2 separate regions of the Gossypium arboreum genome follow, and region 1 is linked to region 2. Evidence: chromatin contacts called from public Hi-C data. All regions are on one chromosome and are shown on one strand. The core of a region is the stretch at or near the end of the contact, and the rest is flanking DNA. Distances in the headings are between cores, read along the strand shown.

The links. A called contact is a pair of places that touch in the nucleus more often than the background predicts.
Region 1: a contact with region 2 is called in a Hi-C map of leaf, with 2.1 times the contacts expected there. The contact joins the promoter of LOC108454839 here to the promoter of LOC108455408 in region 2. A contact is called at or near these places in 2 of 5 Hi-C or Micro-C datasets (both in leaf).

The regions. Positions count from the first base shown.
Region 1 is chr3:91,967,783-91,971,038 of ASM2569848v2, reverse strand. It overlaps LOC108454839, which reads right to left and starts at 1,997. Exons shown (of 9, transcript XM_017753436.2): 1 at 1,827-1,997; 2 at 1,585-1,656; 3 at 1,439-1,513; 4 at 821-901; 5 at 180-249; 6 at 13-104. The coding sequence starts at 1,982.
Region 2 is chr3:91,823,226-91,826,140 of ASM2569848v2, reverse strand. It overlaps LOC108455408, which reads right to left and starts at 1,605. Exons shown (of 4, transcript XM_017753965.1): 1 at 1,352-1,605; 2 at 1,099-1,195; 3 at 398-610. The coding sequence starts at 1,605.

The DNA.
Region 1 (3,256 bases), core at 748-3,247, 140 kb before region 2:
AGCCATTAATACCTCCACTCTATCCCATTCTCCTTTTCTGAATCCAGTTTTAAGGTTTGTAACTAGAACAGATCCCACAGTTGCAGCATGCCCACCTGAATAGCCTGCGCAAATGGTTAATCAGTAAAGTTTTGAAAGAGTAGAACAGTAGAAATTGGATCAAGAGTATTATCACAAACCTTTTATAAATTGATGTGCTTCTTCCTCATTGGCTGGTTTTTCCCTTATAACACCTTCATAGACCACCACCTCCAGAACATTTAACAATAACAGTGAGGTATAAAAGTAAAAATGTTTCGTACAACATGAAAATATTATTAAATGTGCCTACGCTTACAAGCATGGATTATCACCAATTTCCATCTATGAGATGATACATCGTACAAATGCATTTAGGCAAAAAAACAAACATTTGCAAGATAAGCCTACAAGATAGTGGTGGATATCTTACAGCACTTCTAGCATGAGGAAATAGTAAATCTGACTATTTGTGAGACATTAGCCTCTTATAAGTATTGAAAATTTACAGTCAAAAGACTTCACATTAATCATGAAAAGGAACAAATCCATTGTAACATCTATTTAAGGAAGCATTACATTATAAGAACCTGTTAAAAAGGTTTAAGATAGAAATTTATTTACCTATATATGGTTTAAAAATGAAATTTCCTCCAAAGAGCCAAATAACATTTATAACAGAAATAAAATAGATTTTCGCAATTAAAGAAGCATTATTCAAAATTTTGACACATGCAACAAAGACTACAACATAATTAAACATTTCAGAAACTCTAAAGCATGTCCAAGAATAGATATTTACTTGATCAGAAGAAATTAGTAATGTTGGCTCAGCTTCCTTTACATAATCACCGACAGGGAGCCTATGTAAGATTGCGTCTGCCTGAAAAAATTCATTCAGCTAAGCCGAAGCAACAGAATATACGAACACAATACCATGCAGCAGGCAACAGAAGCAGTGGCAACAATGAATAAGAAAGATTATGCATGTAAATTTAATGATCTGAAAGGGAATGTACAAAGGCTACAGTTTGAAAGAGTATGCTGTCGCAAACTTGATCGGTCTCAGTCCCCTAATTATTTTGTAATACATCTAACACGGATCAAAACCAGAATTTCACCAAGAGAAATATGATTCAAACTAAGCATCCTATTAGACTTAAGTTGCAATAACAACATGATACTGGAGCCCTAAATAGCACTTTGCAGTTTTATTACAGTGGAATTGATAAAAGAAACTCGAAAATTTCCCTCCAATTTACAATAAAACACCCAGAAGCACAATAAAGAAGAAGAAAAGATGAAACACGGCTCAAAGCAAGCCAATAAATACATCGATTCTAGGCTCTAAAATTTTTCAGTCAATCAAAACAATCATTCCAAATGAACACAGCAAGATTAAGTAAAAGAAGAGGAAAACCTTTGCTTCAGCAAGGGCCATGACCAACTCCTCTGGCTTCTCCTTTCTGATACCTTTCTCGTCAATGTCTGCACTCTGCAAAAATAACAAAAAATTAAACTTTTTTTCCCTAATATATTAAAATTTCCAGAAGAAATGAAAATTACCATGAGTGTGAATTCATATCCCATTTCAGCTAATATTTTACGACGAGGTAAGGAAGATGACCCCAATATTATCTGCAGTGAAACAACTATCAATCAGTTAAACTTTCAACAGAGTTTTTGGAAAGCTAATATTCGGGGGTTTTCCTTTTATTTTTATTTTTAAATTGTTGATATAAATCTGTTTTGAAGACAAGCAAATAGAAACAAAGATGCTGTCAAGTAAGTGACTAGTTTTGGCGTACCTTGAACTGAGAAGTTTTGTCTTCCATTTTTGTCTTTGCAAAAAGCGGAGCTCTACTGATCAGCGAGTATTTAGGGAGCAACAGTGAGTTAACGAAGAAAAAAGACCGAGTCTGAGATGGTGCGGACCGAAATAGGGCCCTGGTTCCAAGCCCCATGGACCACTAAGCCCGCCAATGCTCCATAAAATTTATTCTAACGTGAAAGCCCAAGCCTAGAATTGTCAATACTCGTGAATTGACTGTAAAAATTGATTTTGCCATGATTTGTAAATGTGTTCTTTGTTTATTTTTTGGGTGTAATCTGTCTTCAGTTACTGTTTGTCAACAATTTAAATTTTTCTTCAAATTTAATTCGTTATTTTATTTTTCTTGGTAGTCATCTTTTAAAATATTAAAATTAGTCATAAATTTTGCTCTAATGCTATTACAATAATTTTGATTTTATGTAATTCTACATATAAATTTTTTATTTAATTTAATTTTCACATATTACTAATATTGTTATTGATGTAGCATCATTTTATATTTACATATACTATCCAACAAAGATTATATTTATCTAATATGAAAACAAATTGATGCATTTCTTTTTTAAATATGTACAATTGTACTAAAATCGAAAGTTAATGTATATAATTTTCGTCAAATCAAAATCTATGTATTACATTGCATCTATACAATTTATAAACTCTTTACTGAGTTGTTATCCATCAACCGAGCCTCAACTCAAATCCCAACCCATTTAAGAAATTACCAAAAAACCCATTTTATTTGCAAAGTAAGTTATGAAAGATCTAGTTTTAGCCGTTGATGAAAAATACAATTTTTGAAATCGAATTTTGTAAATTGAAATAGTGAGAATATAAATCAAAGAATTTATGCATTAAGTATGAATCCATAATATGGATTTAATGAGTATTTAAATCAAGTAAGTCATTAATTATAGTACATGGATTAAATTGCACAAGTGTCATCATTAGTGAGAATCGATTTAGGAAATGCAAGAGGTCTTATGTAGCAATTTAATCAAGGTCTTAAATGTAATATGGCCATTTTGAAAGTGTGATTAAAGACTAAGTTTCATCTTTGCCATCAATCTCCACTAAGTGAGATGAGCATGAATCATGGCCATTCATAAATGATTAATTAAGCTTAATTAAGCTTAATTAGGATTTTAGTGACTTATATATATACCATGTTAGTGGGAAACAGAAACAAAAATTTTATCATCATCTTCTTCACATTGTCGTACATGCGTAAGGGAAAAGAAAAGAACAGAAAATTTCAAGGGTTTGCTTCACCATTGCCGTGAGCTTCCAAGACAAATTACTCGAGACGAAGCTAGAACATCGAGGGACTAAAATGATAACGATTGGGTAGTAAATTTGAATAAAGTAAAAATGTTGCTTGTCTCATGAATGTTAAATATA
Region 2 (2,915 bases), core at 356-2,855:
AGCAAAGAAAAATAAAATAAACCAAACTTCAAATATGGAGAATAAAATTAAAAGTGAGTAAAAAAAGGGGAGCTCCATCCTTACTGTCCAAGGAGACTCCCTCCTGCTGTTCATCTATTCTGGTAAGGTTTCCTGAATCAATTTTGGCTTTATATAAGACCGAAATTCTCTCAGCTAGATGCTCCATGGAATCCTTCAACGAAACCGTGGATTACCAGAGTTTTTGAATCGGGTATTATTGTCATGTTGAATTTTGTTGAGTTTTTTTTATAATAACTCTGCCTCTGTTTTTTATCCCTTTTGCCGAACCTGTAACCACCCCCTGATTCAGGGTCAAAGCATTTTTTGAAGAAGGAAAAATGCTTTTATTATTATCATTTTTATTTTCAGTAAAGACCACTGCTGAGTGTTTACCGGAGTCAAGAATTCCCACTTCCACCGCCACTTCTTCCCTTTCACGCTCGTCAGAGGTCAGAACTGAGAAACAAGTTGAAGATCCGCTTTCGATTTGAAGAGTCATCTCGACGTCGGAACCATTCTGCATTGTCGTCGTCGCTGGGGTTTGACTACTACTGCCAGGAACAGCAAAACTTTGCTGGACCACTGGCCCCTGCACTTGGGATCTAACATACCTCGGGCTTGAAAAGTCAAAGTGTCCCCTAGGCCGACACCGTTAAGCACCTCTTTAGAAGGTTAAACAACTGCATGTTTTTTATTAATCCCCTAACCGGACCCAACACTTTAGCCCAATATTCAAATTCTCTTTTATGATCGGGCTTAGGCTAGTTTTATAGCTCACTTCCTTAAGCTTTCCTTTATTTTTTTATTCAATTCCATTTGACCGTTAAAGTAAGAACCAAATTCCTTCCTAAACTGATTTCCTTCCCTATAGCTCGTCGAGAACCATCCAAATCCCAATTACTGCATTCTTGATTCAAATCCCTATTATTCGGGCTCTAAATCGAGACCCTTCCTTCCCCCTTTCATTATCCTTAAATTTCTGCACATTATCCCTAAATTTTCGCCTTGGTTTTCTTTCAACAATCATCCACAGCCCGTAATTCTTGTCCTTCTTCACCAATCCATCCACGAGCATACTTTGCTTTTCCGGTGACATTTCATACGAATTAGTTTCCTTTTCAACAGTGGACCAGCGTTCTTAAACGTACAAATCCTTTTCACATGACCATACCTCCTACAATGAAAGCAAATTGTAGGTAAAGATTCATACTCCACCTTTTGTGATCGTCCATTAATTAAAATTTTAGAAACCAAAGGTTTTTCCAAATTAATATAAACTGCCATTCTCGTAAAGCGTCCCCTCGCCCTACTGACGATATTCATATCTAACTTGACCACCTTTCCAACTGTTTCCCCTATGTCTGCAAGAATTTTATGTTTATACAAATATCCAAGTAAGCCAAGAAATCTGACCCATGCCATCAACACAATTGGATAAGCCTGTGAAGGGTCAAAAGCCATCGACCAAGGTTGTACAATCAAATATTGACCAAATATGGTCCAAGGACCATCAGAAAGAGCCCTCTCGCAATCCAGCTTGTTTTGAAATTTGACCAGGAAGTACCCATTCTCAATATCCGTCATGTGAACTGTAACACTGCCAACCCATATCTCTCACCGGAACCGGGTTACGAAGTATTACCAGAGTTTACCGATCAAACAGACATAAATTTCAAACATTTCGTATCATCAAAACATATCATCAAAGCATTATTCAAGTCCAAATTATAAACATACCTAATCTAATTCATTTTGCCTAGTTTATGAACTCTTAGACATCAATTTAACATGCCATGATATAACTTCAAACACAAACACATATTAAGATGTATATACCAAATCATTATTAAACATATAACCTCATTTACAATCAACTAGAAAATAACTATTAATTAGACACCTTAGGTACATGCCAACACAAAGTATAAACATCACCACATTTGAGTTCGGGATCGTTGTTGGATACTAAATCGGCAATCAAAAGTTAAGTACCTAATCTACGCACGGAAAACAAAACGCCACTGAGTAAAAACTCAATGGTATTTCTATAATCCGAATATTTAAAGATAAAATAATATAATAGGCACAATTGAATATTTAAAATCCACATTTATTTATATAATAACATTAACCATTCAATACTCAAATTATAAATACATCATTTTATACCATACTCTCATCACTTGCTATATAATAACTTTTCACAATTTGATCCACATATCATTTAAAAAAAACAATATCCAATTCATTAATACATAATTCATGTGTCTCATTTTCATGTTTCAAAACATTATTCCAATTTCAATTCACATACAATATCATCCAATATCAATCATAGTACCGTTTTATTTAATTACCCCTATTAACACGACTCGGACTCAAACGGATACACAGATCCAACCAACACACCAGTTTGGCACCCAGTGCCTCATCGGATAAATCTGAAGTAATAACTGCGCCCAACGCTATATAAATTTGACACCTAGTGTCTCACTGGTTAAACCGAAGTAAATTGGCACCCAGTGCCTCATCGACTCGAAGTCGAAGAAATCCCTAAACTCTTCCAATCCTATGGCATGCCATTTATACCCGACTCAGCCCGATACAGTTAATATGGTTCCAATTCACTTTCCAAATTCAAAAAATATCCAATATCATATTTGCACATATATATATATATATATATATCAATTCAATCCAATTCAATCAACTTTAAATCAATTCAATAATCAAAGTCCACATACTCTCCTTAACCACTTACCATATACATTAATTTAAAATATAACAATAACAATTAACAACTAGGTTCGGATTATAGAAATACAAATTAGGAATTCTGAGCTATTCGATGTCGACTTTATCTTTCTACTTTTTAGTTGATGATTCCAGTACGA